Linked DNA regions of Mus musculus: region 2 is linked to region 1. The links are chromatin contacts, called in public promoter capture Hi-C maps. All regions are on one chromosome and are shown on one strand. Each heading gives the region's core, a stretch centred on a gene start, on an enhancer-like site or on the middle of the called end of the contact. The rest is flanking DNA. Distances are from core to core; before and after follow the strand shown. Region 1 holds the start of Slc28a3 (solute carrier family 28 (sodium-coupled nucleoside transporter), member 3). Region 2 has its middle 37 kb from the start of Gm34672.

Evidence for each region. Promoter capture Hi-C pulls out the DNA fragments that hold promoters and counts their contacts.
Region 2: a contact with region 1 is called in a promoter capture Hi-C map of epiblast stem cells, with 5 times the contacts expected there. The contact joins the enhancer-like site here to the promoter of Slc28a3 in region 1. A contact is called at or near these places in 15 of 39 promoter capture datasets (the 3T3-L1 cell line, the C10 cell line, the HPC-7 cell line and 9 more), 1 of 115 datasets of contacts at active chromatin or transcription factors (embryonic stem cells) and 2 of 9 other capture datasets (adipose tissue and liver).

The regions. Positions count from the first base shown.
Region 1 is chr13:58,609,016-58,612,488 of GRCm38.p6, reverse strand. Slc28a3 (solute carrier family 28 (sodium-coupled nucleoside transporter), member 3) reads left to right here and starts at 1,612. Exons shown (of 18, transcript NM_022317.3): 1 at 1,612-1,792. The coding sequence starts at 1,682.
Region 2 is chr13:59,291,165-59,294,637 of GRCm38.p6, reverse strand. No RefSeq gene overlaps it. Among named protein-coding and RNA genes, the nearest start is that of Gm34672, 37 kb to the right of the region's middle. Within about 2 kb of position 1,522, at least 17 of the 459 cell types and tissues checked have an H3K27ac peak or open chromatin away from gene starts, as enhancers often do. A contact at or near this core is called in epiblast stem cells and stem cell-derived epiblast-like cells, where this site is marked.

The sequences.
Region 1 (3,473 bases), core at 363-2,862:
AAGCAAACGGGCATGCTTGTATAACAGTCGAATTATTTCCGACACTAGAATTTGACATTAAAAAAGACTTCATCATTACATGTGTGTGTGGGGGTATCCTAGTGCTACAGTGCCAAAGGTCAGGGGTTGATTCTCTCCTTCCACCATTCTCAACACAAAACTTGGGCCTTCAGGCTTGCTTCCCAACCTGATTTTTTTTTTTCCTAAGTCAGAGTCTTATCATTGGCCCTGGCTAGCTGAGACTCACCATCTAGACCACGCTGGTCTCAAGCTTGTTGCAGCCCTGTCTCTGCCTCTGAGCGCGCCATTGCCACACCCAGCCTTAAATTGGAATTTCATGTGACTTTCATGTGACAGAAAATATCCTTCCCTGTGTGCAATAGAAAGTACAAGGGAAAGCTAACTGGAGGAGGAAGAATGAGAATCAGCTGGAGGTGGGAGGGCAACGAGGCTGTGGGGGAGGGGAATCAACCAGAACACGCTAGGACAAATGCATATGAAGATGCCATGGTAAAGCCCATCACTTTTGTATTACGGTCTGAAAACATTAATTTAATGTTTTTTTAAAAATGAAGTATTCTTCCCTTTATTTTTTTTTAATTTATCCAATAACCTAAAACACACTCAAGCCATATAAAAATGGGTAGTGGGTTGGATTAAGCTTGTATGTTGTAGTTTGATGACTTGGAACAGGGTAAACCCTATTTGAACCCACACGATAGGTTCTGATAAGTCTGTGTTATCCGGGGTCTAGTAGTGAAAATAAAGGCCATGAGCTTCATTAAGAAATCAGCAAAAAACAATGGTCACTTTAGCAACTATTCATAAAATCATCACCCAGATAAGGCCTGTAGGAAGAGGGGTTCCCCTACTTTCATGTCTATTGTCTCCCAGTATCAAACTTTATCATTCTAGTTCTTCACTAATGAGAAGCTACATGACCATAATGAAGAAGGAGAAGAAGAAGAAGAACAAGAAGAAGAAGGAGGAGGAGGAGGAGGAGGAGGAGGAGGAGGAGGAGGAGGAGGAGGAGGAAGAGGAAGAGGAAGAGTGAGGAGGAGGAGGAGTGAGGAGAACAAGACGAAGAAGGAGCTATACAGTGAGTGTGTGGTTCATTTAAAATACTAAGAAGTATACATAAGGGAGTGAACAGTCTCCTTCCACGCGTGGCCAGCCCATCTCTGCAATTCTGTTCTTGGGGTTTGGAGATCCTCGGGGTAAAGTGGGGGGGGGGGCAGTGAAAAGCTCTGCAGGCCAGACCTGCACCTGATTCTCATCCTTTTATTGTCTTTCCCCGTATCTCAAGTTTCCCCAGGCGGAATACGAAGTCATGCATACTGTATCTTCCACATGTCTGGCGTAGATGCAGCAACACCTGCCTAGCCCCCAACACCGTCCACAGGAAGTAGGCGATTTTGCAAAGGACTACAGAGAAAACGGCGGGTTCCCGTTTGTGATGAGAAATCTATGCTGAGCATCCCTGGAAAGAGGAATGGGGTGGGCGTGCTCAAAAAGAGGCCTCACCCCGCCCTTCTGCCCGCCCCTCCTGCTCCACCTCAACCAGGTTCCAGCCCAAGTCATTTAAAAGGTTATTGGAAAGGTTTCCAAACTGAGGTAGCAGCAGGTGGCCCTCTGACATAGCAGAGGTGGTGCTTGCTCTCTCTCTGTCTCTGAGCAGAGGATGTCCAGGGCAGACCCGGGAAAGAATTCCGAGCCCAGTGAGAGCAAGATGAGCCTGGAGCTGAGGCCAACAGCCCCCAGCGACCTGGGCCGCAGCAATGAAGCCTTTCAGGTGAGCAGGGCTAAAGGGGACCAAATAACCCGCTGTTGTGAGAGAAGTAAGGAGAGTAGTTAAGAGAGCCTAGCAGAGCCGTGGGCTCCCTGCGGTGCAGCAAGAATGTTAATTCTTTTATGGGTACGCTTTAAGCCCTTTTTTTTTTCTTCCAACTTGGACTCGTCTGGGTTGGTAAACCTGAAAAGTCTCTTTCAAAGTCTAGTCTTGATCTGGACTGCCCTCCTCACTCCGGAAACAAGCTGCCTTCCTCTCCCTTCCTTGCCCCTGGACTCACAAACAAGTTTCAGGATTTATCCTCAGGTTCCTTCTCCAAGACCTGGGCAGGGGAGAGCAGGCACCTCAGCCCAGGTGGAATGGAGCCAGGATGGCCTACTTATGCAAAGCATATCGTCAGCCACGACTGCCTAGTATCGGGGCTGGGTGCCACAGGTGGCCCGTGAGGGAGGCCGGTCCCTGAGCTGTAATACCCCGCCTGCCAGGAACCTGGATTTGAGTTGCTCCTTATTTGACATGCAACACGAGAGTTTTGAAAAGACAGGGAAGGCTCAGTTACCCTTGGGTTTCCTGGGCACTTAATGGGCAGAACATAATTTTTAAATAATAACACAAGTGGCAGGCAAAAGTGCCTGCATAAACCTCGTCTCCTCCCCCACTACTGGCCTTTAGTCACAACGGTGCCCAGCCCATAGTTTATAGGTATAAGGAAATTAAACTGATAAAAGACAAGTTGATGGGAAGGGGGTGGGGGAGCGTGTAATCTCTACCAGCGTTTTAAATTTCACATGCATTGTGTCTCAGAAAAAAAAGAGGCAGCGTGTCCACAGGAGTCAACTCCAGGGCATATACACGGTACCGTTTATGTGTAGTGTGCACAGTACCGTTTATGTGTAGTGTGGAGAGCCAAGAGAGCCAAGACAAGAGGCTGGGGCTTTAGGGTCCCAATAAATGAATGCAAAATGATTAGAATGTTTGGAGAGTTAGTAGAAGTCAAGGGTCATTGTCTCCAGGTTTATTTGTGCAGACTTGTCTCGGAACCGTGCCTGCTGACACCTCTTCCCTGAGTGCAGGATGGAAGGGAAATCTGTGGGCTTCATTAGGAAGACCAGGAGGGTGGAGGCTGCTTTCGCTTCAATGTCTTCAGCTCAACACATTCTAATGTGACACTGGCCTACTTGGAATCTGACGTAGCCTGACTCCCCTCATAAGCATGAGGAAGGGAGGGAGCACCTCAGACTTGAGAGCTGCCATTCAGAAGAGAGCCAGGGTTGGTGTAGGAGACAGTCAAAGTGAACAGTCAAAGTGGAAGTGGTTTAGGGGCGAAGGGGATCTGAGGAGGTCTTTGTCACCCAGCAACTGGCCGCACAGACAGAATGTGCAGTCGGGATTCCATTTATTTAAACCCTGTTGCTCTATCCCAGCAGGACATAGCCAGGTTTCGGTGTTCTTAGCTGGTAAGCCAAGTCCAGCCGTCTACCACTGCCCAGACACCATCCTGGCAAACAGAGTTCAAGCTACTCTTTCTTGTTTTACCAGAGCTTTGTAAACTTGAATTTATTGGGCAGACTCATTAGGTGCCCCCCTTACTATGACGGCCCGCACTAAGAGGGAATGGGGGTCGGTTCAAGGAGACAGCCATAGCTTCTGCCCTCAAGAAACAGAGCAGGGCAGTAATCCACAG
Region 2 (3,473 bases), core at 273-2,772, 680 kb before region 1:
GCTCTGTCTAATAACTTGGTCGTCACGTACTCCCAAGCTGGGTGTCAGGGCTTTGAGTCCAGCCCCACCTGACCACTGAGCCTCGATCTTCTCAGTACAGCACTGCACAGGATAGTGGCTTTCATCAATGGCTTCCATATCTGTAGCTCTAAGTTAGAGCATTAATGGACTTCATGGGGCATCTTCACAGGCGGTGGCCTGGTGCTCTATCACACTCATAGGTTGTGTGTTGATCAACGCACAACAGGTTACCCAACATTCCAAGTCTTTATCACTTCCATGTGATGAGTGCACCCCCAGACCCTCTCCTCTAGTAATTTTGGGTCACTCAATCCACCTGTGTCAATCTAAATCACAGCCTGAGCAACAGAAGGCTGGTGTGGACTCTTTCAAGTGGGCCGTGACTGTGTTCACATTGAACAGCCTCTCCCTTTCTTGGCTTCTAGACTCCACTGTTGACTCTCTGGCTGTATCAACTTGATTGTCTCAGTTTCCATATGAGAGTGAAATCATGTGGTGTTTGCTTCTGTCCATGACTCATTTCCTTCAACATAGGTTAAACAGTTCCACCCGGATGTTGAATTGACAGGATCGTTCCCTTTTTAACAACTGTGTAGTATTCTGCTGTCCCAGGAGAAGTCTTAGTTGATTCCATTTCTCAGGTCTGCAGGAAACAGTTGTAACAGGGGTCCTTTTGAAACACCAGTTTCTTTTCTTTCGAATAAATAACCAGCAAGGAGGTTGATAGGCCAGGTAAGTCTATTTTCAATTTCGTTGGGATTTTCTACAGTGTTCTCTGCAAAGGGAGGATTAATTTATGTTCCTGCCAACAGTGTAGTGTAGTTTTCTTTTCTCCGTATCCATATTCTCTCCAGGACCTGACAATGTTTATTCCCACTGGAGACATTCTGACCAGGTAAGATGAAATCACATCGCACAGAACATTACCTCATGCATAAGTCAACCGTTGCATATCTGCCTGGGGGGGGGGATGTCTTTTTGGGGTCATTTGTCTATTTAAATATATCAGGTTTTTTTTTAACTCTTTTTTTTCCATATCTTGTTTTGTCTTCCAAACTCTCCCAGTCCTAAATTTCCTAAGAGAGGGAGTGTCACTATTTTTCTTTTCCAATTACAATGGTCCTCATTCTTTCAGAAGCCAGCTAACATAAATGCAAAATGGACAGAGTGTGTTACATTGCTTCTAAAGCAGTAATTATTCATGGGAAGCAAAGGAGAGCTCTCTATGAGATAAGAAGCATGCATTTCTGGTTTCTTACTTGGTGGACAGACAAATGCCTTGGGAAGTGGGTTAAAAGTTTACCAAAATACACTTGGGTTATCTGCTCAATTTTAGATACAGGATCGATCAGTCTTAGCAGAGCATTTCAGAGCTTCAGGAAGGCTCTCACTGGCTTAATACAGTGATGAAGACAAAAGCCAGACCCCAGGAGGGGTCAGACAGAGCGATCCAATTAACATCTGTTAGGAGTGACTCAGCTCTGGCTTCAAGGTTAGCTTGTTGCTGATGTCAATGTGTCAGAACCGAGATGGTAATCACTGACCCCGAGCCCCTGAAGCTTGGCAGGCAGCTGTGGCAGCTGCGGGAGATAAGCAGCTTTTTGCTGAGGTAGCAGATTCCTGTTGGAATGTATACTTTCTTACTAAAAAAAAGTAACAAAACAAAACAAAAAAAATGGACCCAATACCAAATCCAAGTCTAGGTTAACCTTGGTCCTGCCGAACAGAGAGAGCCAAGACACACTCCCTTCTCCCACCCTTCCTCCTCAGGCCTCTGGCAATGTTCTCTTTCACTGATTAATCCTGAAGACAAAAGAGAATGAGGTAGACAGTGGGTAAAGAAGAGCGATCTGGTGTGGCTGGTCAGCAGAGGGGTCTGGTTATTAAAGCAAAGGTTTTAGATGGTATGCACCTTAGCTAGGTACATAACCTAGCCTACATACAAGATACACACAAGCTGAAACGACTGTGCATCTAAGTGTTTTCCCGACTTCAAATCAGAAAGATATTCTTTCTCTCTCTCTCTCTCTCTCTCTCTCTCTCTCTCTCTCTCTCTCTCTCTCTCCCTCCCTCCCTCCCTCTCCCTCTCCCCCTCCCCCTCCCTCTCCCTCTCCCCCTCCCTCTCCCTCTCCCCCTCTCTCCCTCCCTCCCTCCCTCCCTCCCTCCCTCCCTCCCTCCCTCCCTCCCTCCCTCCCTTCCTTCCTTCCTTCCTTCCTTCCTTCCTTTCAGACAGGGTTTCTCTCTCTGGTTAGCTTGGAACTCACTCTGTAGACCAGGCTGGCCTCAAACTCACAGAGATCCACCAGCCTCTGCCTCTCAAATTGTGGGATTAAAGGCATGTGCCACCCCATGCCTGGCTGAGGGGTCTGTAGATCTAGAGTTGGATTTATATATTTTTTAAAAAGCAAACCCCCAAAACATAGAACTAAGCATTGTTTCCATCGCAGTGGGCAGCTCTGGAGCAGCAGCAAATGGCTGCCCGTAGCACCACCTTGGGGGGAAGAGAAATGTCTGTCTATTCTGCCCCCTTCCTTCCTGTGCATTCACAATACCCATTATTACTCAATGAAAATACCAACACCAATACCAAGGAGCCACCATGTGGTTGCTGGGATTGGAACTCCTGTGTGTTCTCTCTCAAAGAGCAGCAGACTGGAACTGCAGTTAGTAGTGAGGCAGAGGATGAGTTGGTGGGGGGGGTTGGGTCTCCATGGGGGGCCTTTAGAGGCTCTTTACAAGGACAGGGGCATGGAGAATCTGTTCTTTTTTTCTTTTCTTTTCTTGTGAGAATCACCTAGCACACACCTCCCTTATGAGATGCAGGTGACAATTGCGCCTCATTTGAGGGGCGATTTTGTGTTAGTTGAGACTGACTTTTTTTTTTTTTCTGGTTTTTCTTGGCTTTTAACTGGGACATGTAAGCCAAGATCCTGCGAGTAGCAGCACTCTGTCTCCTCACTGGCCCCAGACTGTGGAGACTGGCATGTATTTAGGATGCCATAGATCAGTGGTGGCAGGGTTGGCAACAGGAAGGGAGTTCGATACTGTCTACAGATGAAAACGACCAACAACAAGGTGCACATGAGAGGGAATCATACTCAGGGGATAATGAAATCCACAAGCCTTGGCCAGCTGGCAGGGTAGGTGGCGTCCTAGGAGGGCATTGTGTGGGCGAGGAAGAGCGCTGGTGTCAGGGTGGCCTGGTGTTGGGGGAACACAACCCTTTAGTTGCTGGTTGTTTATCTTCATAACAATGTTTACTGGGGTCCTCCAGTATTTTTCTGATGGGAAATATTGCCATGCAGAATAAGACCTTCAAGGAAAAGATGCACACCTCTGAGCTTTCAGCACGCAACTGGTTTGTAAGGTAGATTTCCCGCCATACCTGGCGATCCTTCCTCACCTCCTTCTTTTTCCTTTTCTCTCTTCATTTCTGTATCCACCTCTCTCTT